2 separate regions of the Mus musculus genome follow, and region 1 is linked to region 2. A link is a contact called in public HiChIP or PLAC-seq data. All regions are on one chromosome and are shown on one strand. Each heading gives the region's core, a stretch centred on a gene start, on an enhancer-like site or on the middle of the called end of the contact. The rest is flanking DNA. Distances are from core to core; before and after follow the strand shown. Region 1 overlaps Ints2 (integrator complex subunit 2). Region 2 holds the start of Vmp1 (vacuole membrane protein 1).

Region 1 (6,280 bases), core at 487-2,986, 460 kb before region 2:
TGACTTACAGGGACAGCTGAAAATGCTAAAGACAACATTTTGCAATCATTCCTAAATCCTATAATGTTTACCAAGTAGAGATAAATGCTGCTTTCTTAAAAGTAGGAATGAAACAAATCAAGAAAGCCTTCCACTCACAGCTACTTTTTCACTGAAGCTAACATTAAAGCCATTAGAAAACTTCCCAGTTAGCAGCAGGTGATGGCCCAGCAGGTCAAGGCAAGTGACGCCTGACAAGCTGAGTTCCATCCCTGCACACACATGAAGGATGGGATCAGCTCCCTCATGTTATCCTGACTTCCACATGTGCAGTATGGCATGTGCAAGACCCCACACAAACATATACTAAACAAATAAATTAGAATGTAATAAAAATAAGTGAAACTCCATGAAAGTACAGATGTTATTTCATAAAGTTCATTTTAAAAATCCTAGTAGTGACACAATAGCTAACCTCATTTTTGGGGGTAACCGCTTGTGTAGTTTATTAATTTGGAAGTTTCAGGCTCCTTGATACTTTCTTCTAGGTGTCCAATTACAGAAGATTAGCATCCAGCAGATTGCTGTTATTAAATATCTAGAATTATCTCTCTACTAGAGTGTCACTAATTACATCCTGCTAACATGCATAAAGTAAATAACAAATGGGAAAACTAATTCATTTTGTTGCCATCATGAACAACACTATATCTATATCTACACCTAGCCGGTCATGGCCAACCAACTATACTTCAAGGGAAACAGGTAGTCATGCATGTACGTCACCCTGGAAAACCAACAGAACCTGAAAGGAATGTGGAGAAAACTAGCCAAAGCTGAAAAGAACATCGTGTCACTTTGTATCTGGGTCCAAAATCCACATGTCAAAGACAACTGGCTCACAATTTCTTCAGTTGTGTAGAGAAAACAAAAAGACAATGACCTCAAGAGCTGGGGGTAGAGCTGAGTAGCAGAGCACAGGCCCAGAACGCACAAAAGGCCCAGATTCAGTCTGCAGCTCCAAAGGGAAAAGAGAAAAAGACTTAGAAATAACAGCTAAAGAATTCAAGAGCAACAACAACAAAAATTCAGGTTGGGTTTGGGTGGGGCGCCAAGGCCTACATTGTCACTGCAAACACAAGTAAAGATTATACAACAACAATCCTTACACTGATTGTGTAATTGTATTCAGAAGACTTGTGAACTGAAACTTTTTAATACAGCTAATGCAATGTTAACATGTAGCCCACACTATTTGTATTTGGGGACACTAATCTGGAACATTACCCATTAATAGCAAGTACATTGCCTTGATCTACTGTATTTATTTCTAACCAGTTTGTGAATTTTCTAAATCTTCTTAGTGATATAACACAGAATCCAAAACTGCTATAAACATGTCAACGAAATTCCCAGCATAGCAAAGAGATGGTTAGAAATCCTTACCGCCAAAGACACCTGCTTGTTACAGTATAGGATTCCAGTCTGCCCAGCCCCTCTGTACAGCAGTAGTGGGAGGGGAATGAGCGGTTACTGTACCTTCCTGCAGCTGTTTCGGAGAGTGGGTTTTGGCATTACTTGTCAGGAGCATTCGCCTTAACAGCGCATCAGTCCCTGTGATCTCCTCCTCACAGATCCAGTCATCCACAATACACAGATGTGGATAATTAGTTGCTAGAAGACGTAGTAAAGCTGAATGCAGCCCTAAAAAACAAAACAGGAAGTTAACTGGACTCTCAGTTCTCAAAACAGTATCTCCCCCCTCCTGATTTTAGCAGCCAGCAAGCATAAGGAGCAGCGGTGTGTACTAACGGTGTTTCTCACCTCACTGGCCCACCCACTAGCATCGGGAGTTAAGGAAACTTGCTGTACATGCATAGTGAAGATGCCATGCCCAGCTAGGGCTCAACTGTGGCTCTAGATGCCATGCCCAGCTCTAGCCACGCCCACTTCTGCAAGTGTAGACCACAGTTTAAGAAGTTCTAGCCAGGCCTGGAGCAGAATCCAAGCTTTTCAGAAGGTTGAAGCTGTACAGTCCTATCTTGCTTCAGCTACACACTGAGCTCAGGGCCAGCCTGGACAACTTAGTGAGATATTACCTCAAAACAAGGACTGAGGGGATAGATCAATGACAGAGGACTTGCTTTATGTGTATAGGGGCCTAAGTTTAATATTAGTAGTCAAAAAAAATTTTTTTAATTTAAGAAAAAAAAAATCTGTGTAGCATTTTAAATAAAAGTCCCCAAGAAAACTACTTCACAGTATGTCAAGAATGACTCTTTGCGCCAAGCGGTGGTGGCACATGCCTTTGATCCCAGCATTTGGGAGGCAGAGGCAGGCAGATTTCTGAGTTCGAGGCCAGGCTGGTCTACAGAGTTTGTTCCAGGACAACCAGGACTACACAGAGAAACCCTGTCTCAAAAAACCTAAAAACAAAACTAAAAACAAACTCCTTGCGCTAATCTTTCTTGGCTTTCCTCTACTTCACCCCACTGTTTGACACTCATCGTGAAAGCTGTTTAACACAGCAGTCTTTTAGGAGTTCAGAAGAGAAAAAAGGTTCTCAAGTACTAAGATTTTCGTGTGCCACCATGCCTAACCATCAAGACTGCCTAAAACTGATGTTTCTACATTCAAAAAGGCATTGTAATAATCAAGTGTTACTGAACTTTAAATTTCTAAACATATGTACAACTAAAACTACTACCAACAGACACAGAAAAGTGCAAACAATCTACATATTATACTCTTTTCAGTAAAACATGTTACTGCCAAATATTGTTTGTTTGTTTGTTTTTTAAAGAAACAGACTATGTAAAGCTATAATAAATGTAGCTATCTATCTGGCTACCATGTCCAATGAAGGCTCATGTTCGTATTCCAAACCAACCACAGCAAAGAAAGACAGGAAAACCACGCTGTTACATGAAAGGTGGCTATTAAGAAACATCAAGTTTCTAAAACTCTCACAGGTCTATTTACCAATATTTACAACCAGACTATTATATACATATTAGAATATCATGGAATATTATGGAACAGTTTCAAATAATGAAGTAGATCTACACGGGCTGATATCTCAGCAGAGGCAGAGGGCTGAAGATATGTCAGTGGTATAGTACTAGCTTAATTCACATACTGCCCTGAGTGCAAATCTCAATGAAAAGAGAAACATGAGAAAAAGGAGGTAGTGTATAATATCATCCACCTTTTTAAAATATTATGTGAGCTTCTACTAGTTTCAACCGTATGAACTTGTCATTCTCTAGGTCTGCAGCTTTAGACAGTTAGACTGATGAGTTCTTAACTTTACAGTGTTAAGGAAGTACAGTTGGCTTTACTCTAAAATCGTACAAGGCTAGCAATATGAGAAACTCTCCTGTTATGCCAGGCAGCAGCAGTGGGCAACTCAGAGTGAGCCAGCCATACAATCACGACAGAAAACAGGCACTACGCTGAAGTGCATTGCATTGCTGAGCTTCAGTATTCTGTTGCTTAGAGGAGGCAAATAATTTTACCTTTTGTTTTGTTTTGTTCTGTTTTCGAGACAGGGTCTCACTATGTAGATCTGGCTGTCCTGGAACTTACTATGTAGACCAGACTGCCTCAGCCTGCCAAGGGCTGTGATTAAAGGCTAAGCCACCATACTTGACCACAAATGCATTTTGAACTTGACATACTGAAGTTTGCAATAGGGTTATATCCAAATAAGCTCCTAATAAGATGAAGGGAATAAGAAGTATGTACTGGTGGGCACCCATGTGTCGTGTGTGGTGCTGGGAATGAACCCAGGGCATCACACATGCCAGGCAGGCACTCTACTACCAAGCTGTACCCCAACACTCAAATATCAGCCATCATATTAGGGTCATCCTATATGAAAAGAAATGACTTAAAATTAAAATGAATGTCAAACTGAAAACTGGAGTTTTCTAGGGGGTAGTGATCTGTAGGAAATGAGGTAATGGATTCAGCAAGGGAACAAAAAGCATCTTTAGTCTTCAACTGTTTACATTTATAACAATGAATACTTACTACAAATTATAGCATAAGCAGTAAAATATATCATATCAATAAAACTTAGCAAATGAAAAATGAATACCTCCCAACTCCTGCTGCAGTCCTTGAGCCTGCCGAATAAGAAACTTGATAGGAATTTGGTCCATTAAAGAAGAAGAATATGATTTGGGTTTCCTCTGCATGGAAGCTGTCAGTAAAAGTATAAAATAAAAGAGTATCAGAGACAAATCTTAACTTTCAAAACAAATGGGAATAAAGACACTTTGAAGGTACTTTTAATTCACTTGATATATGAAAGTATAACAGATAAAAATTAACAACCAAATTATAGTGACTATAAAGGAAAAACATAAGGCAAGACCTAGGAAATGCCTGGAATTGGAACAAAATCATGGGAGGTTTTAGTGCAAAGAAGAATTCACTAAAAAAACTCAGTGGAGATTTTTCCACATATATTTAGGAAGTCTAAAGAAGTCATGAACACAGACTTAGAGCTTAATGATACTAATGTAAATTACAGAACACCATGGGGTGAGAAAAAAGGGCTGGAGAAATGGTTCAGCTATTAAGAGAACTGGCTATTCTTCCAGAGGACTGGGGTTCAATTCCTAGCACCCATAAGGCAGCTCACAACTGTCTCTCACTCTAGTTTGAGGGATCTGACACCCTCACACAGACACACATGCAGGTAAAACATCAATGTACATAAAATAAAACTATATCATTAAACAATTTTACGAATGAATGAGTAAATAAATAAATAAAATACACAACTATAATCTTAGCCACTTGAAATTGCCTCGCTGGGTGGGCATGGTGGTACCTGAGCACCAGTTTACCAAGTACCAGACAATGAAACAATGAATCTTGTTCTGTTGGTGACCAAGAAGCATATTTTACATGTAACAGGACAGAGTAGAGAACGGCGAGACTTTCTTTTAGGTGACATGAAGCTGGAGGGTGAGTTAAGCACCTCCAGTACTTGTAGCTACTGAGGAGTAAGACTGTGGCCAGACATGGAAGCTCACACCTGTATTTGAACCACTCACTTGGGAGGTAGAGGCAAGAGGATGAGGAGTTCAGGCACAATTCAGCTGGGCAGAGAGTTCAAGACCAGCCTCTACAAGAGACTCTGCCTCAAAAACAAAAATCAAATAAAAATTGTACATCTGAAACTTTTTATACTAGAAAAGCAGCTTGCTTTGAGGTAATTTTGATACAAGTGTGCAGCACTATGCCCAGCTAATAGCACAGTGTTTCAGGTACAAATATTTGAAATATACAAGGAATATTCACATTTCAACTAAGTAATAAGTACACAGGAAATTCTTTATTTACTATGCATCTTCTTGAGGATAGTTAAATCTATAAATAATATAAATATGTACAATTTTTATCTCTAAAATATTTTTAAATGAGGATTTAACTAGAATCAATATACATATACATGCACATGTGCATAAGTATTTTTAAATAAACAATGAATATACACTGATGTAGTTTAACAGCTATCACAATCTAATATGTGATTCTACCTCAGATTTCAGAGTTCCTGTCCTAGCTTCTATATCTAGCAGGTGGCTGCTAATGTTTCTTATAAGAATAAAACCAAAAGTGAAGTGCTGAGATTACACATAATATCACAGGTAAGAATATATTTGGGGCAAATAATCTTTTGGCTACTGACAAAAACCTCTCAACAATGGCGTGAAGTTCTTTACACCCTTGGAAGACAAAAACTAGACCAGAGAAAACCGCCTAACCAGGGTGTTTCCTACCAGGAAAAGGTCTTCTCTCTCATCTCTTCCTATTCATCAAGGATGTAACTGCAGAGACTGGCTTCAACAACCCCTCTCTGCAGGACACACCTCTCAATAGCAAGAGAATAACATGTCTCTTTTTCATCTTAAAAATTCAGGGCTAGAGAGATGGAGAGGTGATTGAGAGCATTAGCACCCACATCAGTGACTCACAACTGCTTGCACTCTTTTTTTTTTTTTTTTAAGATTTATTTATAATTATACATAAGTATGCTGTAGCTGACTTCAGATGCACCAGAAGAGGGCGTCAGATCTCACTGTGGGTGGTTGTGAGCCACCATGTGGTTGCTGGGATTTGAACTCAGGACCTTTGGAAGAGCAGTCAGTGCTCTTACCTGCTGAGCCATCTCGCCAGCCCCCTGCTTGCACTCTTAATTCCAGAAGATCAGTGGGCACCGTACCTGTGGTGTACTTACATACACAGGCACTCACACACACAAATAATTTTCAAGTCGCTTCCT
Region 2 (6,907 bases), core at 3,789-6,288:
GCTATACAGAGAAACCCTGTCTCAAAAAAACGATAAATAAATAATAAAAAAAAGAACCACACATGCTGTAAAATAGTCACAAAAAAATGAACATGGAGGTATTTACTTATTGAAACTGCATTTGTAATGATTAAATGGCAAGAAATAAGCTATAACATAATGACATGCCTTCCAAAAGGCTGGGAAAGAGTTCTCAGCAACAGCTCAGTGGTCCATAAAATAATGGCAACCACACTCCGGGCCGGCCAGATGCCAGGCGCTGCTCTAAATGCTTGCCTTGAATCTACTCACTGACCCTTAACACAAAGAAAGGGCACTGACTTCACAGCCTAGGAGGAAACCAAGATAACAAGAAGTTAAGTAGCCAACTCAGGTGGCATGGTAATTGACATGGAATTTGAACCAAAGTTTCAAGTCCCAGTCTCCTTCCTCCCCTCCCCGCTAGACAGGGTTTCTCTGTGTAGCCCTGGCTGTCCTGGAACGCAGAGATAAACCTGCCCCTGCCTCCTAAGTGCTGGGATTAAAGGTGAGCACCACTATGCCTGACCTTCAACTCCCATTCCTTTCGTTATTAGTTTGGTTCTTCCAGATAAGCTATGAAGATTATAGCTACCCTGAAAGAATCCACAAAGGAGAGAGAATGCCACAACAATCTACACCAGAGTCAGGAGACACCAACATCTGCAGTAATTACAGGGAGATACACTGGAATAAAATTACTCAAGGGATTGTCATTGCTTAACTTAAATATGCCTAAACTTCAAATATCACCTTTTAGATGGCACAGAAAAGCATCTCCTGCTCAAATATTCAAGGAGCATATTTTTAAATGACTTACTCTTAATTTATGGGCATTGATGTTTGCCTGCTTGTATGTCTGTATGAGAGTGGCAGATCCCCTGGGACTGGAGTTACAGACAATTGTGAGCTGCCGTGTGGGTGCTGGAAATTAAACTCTGGTCCTCTGGAAGAACAGCCAGCGCTTAGCAATCTCTCCAGCTCCTCATAGAGCATACTTTAAAATGAGCTTTATTTAAGGATTTATATATTACATAACTTCAGTTCAGCAAACTCTATTCAAAGTCACCTTCCTAAACAAATTAAGAGTTTCTAGAGAAAACACACTCTAAGTTTATTTAAGCAAGGAGTGACAATTCACCCCTTTCAACGCAGCACTCTGGAGGCAGGTAGATTTCTGTACCTTTCAGGCCAGCCTGCTCTATATCAGGAGTTCCGGGCCAGCTAGGAGAAGGAGAGAGCAGTCTAGGTGTTGGGGTACAGCCAGCAGTTGCGCTCACAACAGTTGACACAACAGTTCAATTCTGAGCAGTATCTCCTAACAACTTCACTCTAGAAAATCCCCCATGTCTATGTGAAAGCAGATTATTAGCTATCAGAACTACACAGTGAAGTTATGATTGCTTCACCGCTTCTGGTTTCTCAGGTTTGCTAGTCTAGAGTTCACTTCCATCCATAGCACTTAGGAGCCTCGAGCAGAGCTTGCACTGTAATACCCAGCAGAGGAGAAACTAAATGGGTTCTGTGAAGTTAGTGGAAGTAAAGGTTGAAAACACATCACTCCTTCTTCTATAATGGATTTTTACCTAGAATGGCAGTTACAGAAATGACCCTGAAGATGAAAAATTAATAAAATAGAATATCAGATTTACAGTCGTTCAAAAAGTTCTTTATCTCAAGAGGGAAAAAATGAATACAGGTTTCTCCTATATATCAGTAACACTCAATAAGAGATATGTTACAGGAACTCTGTCACTACTACTAAGTGACATTTCACAATACCTGATAGAATGTGATTGTGGACTGAGAATATTCTGGAAAATATAAGTAATTTTCTTTCCTTACTACATCCTACTGAAGACTTTTAATCTTTTCCTCTGACAGGGTCTTACTATCCAGTACATCCAGACTGGCTTTGAGCGCAATACGCTCCTATCCCAGTCTTCCAAACACCATGGCTTTCTTTTCCTGTGACTCTCACTAAGAAGTTAGTGTCTCTACAATTTACAAGACTAAAGAAGGGAGGGTAGCACAAACATACAACACACAACCCTCTTTCATACAAAGCAAACAGTATTACATAAACTAGGCTATTGCTAAAGCTTATCAGGATGCCTGAGGACAACTTCATAAGAATGGAAAGAACACTTAGGAACTCAGCCTAGGTCAGGCTCTGGCTCTGCCTACTTTAGAAGTCCTCAGGCCAGCCAATTACTGATTGTTTCTGGGTCCTAAGGTTCCCCTCTATTAAACTAGAAGGTGCTACCATGGATTCACAAGACGTAACTACAATTCAAAAATGTTGGTTTCAGTAAATAATGATTCTTACTAAATGTAAGCAAAAGTAGACAACTTCTAATGATTAGTTAATTATACTTGACTAATTTTTAATTTATGTTCATTGGTGTTCTGCCAGAACAAAAACGTCTTCTGTACTTGGGAATTTTCAACTGATAATACATTGCTGAGAAAAGTCAGACTTAAACTCTTAAATGCATAGCTATGCTCATCTTCTAGTCACTTATTAACTAAGATGACTAATTTCAGGCCACTCTTGGCTGGCTTTCTTGTGTTCAAAAGTAGGGCAAAAACTATCACTATAAATATGGGTAATAATATATTCAGGTTAATAAAAAACATGATATAAATCAGCAAGTTTTGCAATACTTCAAAGTAACATATTCTACAGTTACGTATTTCTAGCTCTCTAAACAAAAAGTGATTTCACAAATACCATCTCACTAGACACAATGACAGTCATATGAAATAAAGTGAGTCCTTTTATCAACACAATCTAGAGCAGCTCTGAATGCCGGGTAACTTGCCAATCATCACTCAGTAAGTGCTGGAGCTCAGACTTTAATCCAGGTCATCTGATTTAAAAATAAATTATCTTTCCGAGTACAGTGGCCTTTAATCTCAGTTCTCAAGAGGCAGAGGCAGGTGGATCTCTTGTGACTTTGAGGCTACTCAGAGCTATATAATAAGACCCTGACTCAAAAATAAAATGAGTTGTAATGACCTTAGAAGTCCTAAAAAGTAGTGATTTGAGCCAACATTAAGAAATTGTTGGAAGCCGGGCATGGTGGCGCATGCCTTTAATCCCAGCACTTGGGAGCAGAGACAGGCGGATTTCTAGTTTGAGGCCAGCCTGGTCTACAGAGTGAGTTCCTGGACACCAGGGGCTACACAGAGTAACCCTGTCTCAAAACAACAACAAACAAACAAACAAACAAACAAACAGAAAAAAGAAAGAAGAAAAAAATTGTTGGAAAAGTAAAAAAACAACTACAAAAAGCAAGCAAGCAAACAAACCAGGGATAACACACCAAACAGCAGATAAGAAAGGATTTAGCTGGGTTCAAGGCCAGCCTGGTCTACAGAGCAGGCTGTCTTCCAGAACAGCCAGGGCTACAGAGAAACCCTGCCTCAAAAAAACAAAACAAACAAACAAATAAACAAACCCAAAACAAAACAAAACTGACAAGTGTAAAACAGTTCAAGAACTCAAAACTAAAAACAATAGGAAACAAACAGATTTAAACTAGCTGTAGGTAAATTGGGAAACAGCACCAAACCATTTGCCAGCTTAGTTCAGATATGTGGCTATTTTCTTCTGGAATGCGTGCCTCAGGGATTTAATTGTATTGTTAAATGTATCCAAGGATAAACCCCTTAAAATGCATCTGTGTTTTAGATAACCTAGGCAAATAAGTTAAGCAGAAGAGATTCCCACTTCAGAATCACTTTGCATCTACTCCAACTGATCATGTGTCTGGTACGCCAGCATCTTTCTCCCAAAGGTCAACAAAAACATCACCTCCAATACAAAAATACAGCGTAGTAAATAAGCTTCTTCCCTAAAATCAGACCCAAGGACAACACAATTCTCAGACAATAACAGCTGGAATATAGCCGGACCCAGCACTCGGGAGGCAGAGGCAGGTGGACCTGGTCTACAGAGCAAGTTCCAGAACAGCCGGGGCTACACAGAGAAACCCCATCTCAAAAAATGAACTAAAACAGTTGGAATTAAATTCTTCATTAGGCCAAGAGAAACACTGGAAAAGGTTCTCTAAATGATCAATCTGTCTACGAAACCTCTCACAAGCGTCAAGAAAGAACTGAAAGGTAAGGAATGACATTGCCAATAGACACATACACAGCCGATCTATGCATTCCTGGATTCTTTGCTGGAGTAGAAAAGCAAAAGATGTTTACATAAAATCAACTGGAGGTCATAAGCAACCCATAGCTGCCTAACCCGCTAAGCCCATACACTGTTTGGAATCGTAAAGACCTTTAAGTCCCTATCTTGCTGCAAGTACTTCCACTGCGGGGAAATAAAAATGTTGGGGATCAAGGTTTTGGAAAAAGCGGAGAGCCCTCTTTTTTTTTTTTTTTTTTTTTTTTTTAAATGACAGTCCTAGGAAAAGCTGAGTGGGTCCACAGCAATAACTCTGAGAGGTAATGACCCCTTCCTTTGACTACTCTGCACTGTCGGTACACCCGAATACCTTCGTTTCTCGGAGATATACTTAGCATACTGCGCTAGTGGCCCGGGAGGAGAAAAACCCATTGAAAGGTCCTGAGAATCAGCAGCAGCGAAGACCCTCTTCATTTAACCCAAGGCTCTGGACAGCTCGGGAGTGAGGTTCTCTGAGAAAGCCAAAGCCGGCTTCCAGGTCTGGAACGAACTGTCGCGAGTGTCTGGGTTCAATGTCCCGGTAACCAAGCGCGGAGAGGTGTCCCACATAACCTGGCCACCGCCAGCTGACACAGCCAGTCAGCAGTGACCTGAGCCATCTCAAGTGGAAACCAGCGTGTTCTGCGTCTGCATCACCCAAGTGCGGGAGCTGCGGAAGCGGCCGAGCTGTGGGAAAGCTCGGCTTGGGCTCCGGACTCCCCGCTTTCGCTCACCTACCCGCTCAGACCCCGGCTTCTCCGGATCGCAGGATCCTGGAAGCGGCTCACAACACCGACTCTCACACCCGCCGCTGGGCTCCAGCCAACCGGAACTCGCTCGCGTCACTTCCGGTCCGGCTCCTTTAAGGAGCCCGCCTCCAAAAGAGAAACGTTCCCCCACCCCCACCCCCTCCTTTCGGCCACCGGGAGGTTCCTCGCGGGATTTCGGTTCGGCTTTCTCGGTTCGGGCTCTGTGGGTGTGACAAGAAGAAGGATGACTGCGCTTCGTAGTTTCTGATCCGGAACTAGTTTTTCAGGAAACCCGGAAGGAGTAGGTGGCGCGCGCGAAGCGTGTTCCTTGTTCTGGCTTGGAGACCTGCGAGGTGAGCGAGACGAGCTCCAGGTAAGTCTCGACTCCTTCTAGGACGGTGCAGAGGAGTGTAGTTCTTAATGGCTCTACTGAAAAGCATCTTATCATCTTACCCCACGGTCGGCCTCCCCCTAGCTACTTCATAAATTGTCTTCCGCCCCGTGGCTGCTGCCTGCCTTGCCTACTCTGCAAACCTTTGGAAGAAGCCAAGATAGAACCCAGAATTTTAGTCGCTGGCAACACCTCCTCTTAGAGGTGGCATTGATACGCTACCCTAGCGTGAAAAAAATGGAGAACAGGCCTCACACTATACATTTTAAATATCCGTCTTCGAATTGTTGAGCCCAGCTTGGAAAAGGAAAAGAATTCTAAAGATGGATTCAAAAGTATTTTTATTTATTGGTATTGCGGTGCATGCACGTTGTGCATGGTGAGCAAAGCGCTCTACTCTGAAGCTATTGTTAATCTCATGGATTCGAAGTGGAAGACCACTGACCCAAATCATGGCCAGATTAATTAAAGCAAACTTTTTATTATTATTATTCGTTTACACGGACTATTTCTCCCAAAAGGCAGTGTTCAAGAGATCAGCACTGGACATGGGGAAAATAAGGATTTTTATAGTTCAGGAGTATTGGTTTCCAAATGGGGGATTTGGCATATAAACAGTGTTAATAGCAGCGGAAAGTGAACATAAGTTGGTCATAACAACCCTCTGAAGTAAGACATGGTTGCAAGGTGGTCAGTAATAGCCTTTGGAAACAAAGGCATAGTTGCCGTTTCCAGGAAAAGGCAGATCAAGAATATTTAGCCATATGTTGCTCTGTGACACTAATCTCTACCACATTGGACAGCATAGGGACAGACAGAAGGGCCAACTATGTACGTGTGTGTAATATTATCCATATTTCCAGGCAAATAGGTAGTTTTGCTTAGGAGACTGCAAACTGTGAGAAAGGTCAGGTGAGCAGTGGGTGGAAGTTGAGTTAAATAACTCAGAGGAAGGTTTAAAGTTTTAAAAGTCAGCAGGGAGTGGTGCACAAAACTCAAGAATGAAACACAAAAAGAAAGAACTGTGGTAGCAATGACAGCCTGTCTGGTTCTTTAGCAGTTTGGATAGAATAGTATATTACCCATCCTGTAATAGACGCTATGTAGAGACGTTAACTTTCCCCAAATCTGATTTGCTTATTTTACAACCTAGAAATTGTGAGGACTCCTAATTCTACCTGGCAGGCAGCTATCAAACATTTGTTGTATTTAACTTCTCTTGGTCTTAGGTTCTCTGTTCCCCCATCTTTTGTTTTGGATTTTGAATGCTTTCTTCATTAAAATGGGCAGACAATGTTTACTTTGAAAAGATTATGAAAAGGGAGCTAGGTTTCAGGATACATAGCTAGAATCCCAGCTACTGGGAAGGCTGAGGCAAAAGGACCATGGCAAGAGCAGCCCAGGCAACCTTAGCAAGGTGCAGTGTAAACAGAGGCAGGGATGAGGCTCAGAGAGTCCTTGCCTAACATGCAGGAGGCGCAAGAGCAGTAGTTCTCAACCTGTGGGTTGTGACCCCTTCATATGGGGTCATATATCAAATATTCTGTGTATCAGATATTTATA

The links. HiChIP or PLAC-seq counts read pairs in DNA pulled down with a chosen protein or histone mark.
Region 1: a contact with region 2 is called in an H3K4me3 HiChIP or PLAC-seq map of pro-B cells, with 4 times the contacts expected there. The contact joins the enhancer-like site here to the promoter of Vmp1 in region 2. A contact is called at or near these places in 2 of 39 promoter capture datasets (cranial neural crest and pre-B cells), 2 of 484 Hi-C or Micro-C datasets (megakaryocyte-erythroid progenitors and neural progenitor cells), 2 of 115 datasets of contacts at active chromatin or transcription factors (embryonic forebrain and pro-B cells) and 1 of 9 other capture datasets (liver).

Annotation. Positions count from the first base shown.
Region 1 is chr11:86,225,120-86,231,399 of GRCm38.p6, forward strand. Ints2 (integrator complex subunit 2) reads right to left here. Exons shown (of 25, transcript NM_027421.3): 16 at 4,082-4,186; 17 at 1,519-1,683; 18 at 1-25. The region is part of intron 2 of Brip1os (BRCA1 interacting protein C-terminal helicase 1, opposite strand); the gene reads left to right. Among named protein-coding and RNA genes, the nearest start is that of Brip1os, 27 kb to the left of the region's middle. Within about 2 kb of position 1,737, at least 12 of the 459 cell types and tissues checked have an H3K27ac peak or open chromatin away from gene starts, as enhancers often do. A contact at or near this core is called in pro-B cells, where this site is marked.
Region 2 is chr11:86,678,798-86,685,704 of GRCm38.p6, forward strand. It overlaps Vmp1 (vacuole membrane protein 1), which reads right to left and starts at 5,039. Exons shown (of 12, transcript NM_029478.6): 1 at 4,943-5,039. It overlaps Ptrh2 (peptidyl-tRNA hydrolase 2), which reads left to right and starts at 5,277. Exons shown (of 2, transcript NM_001098810.3): 1 at 5,277-5,326.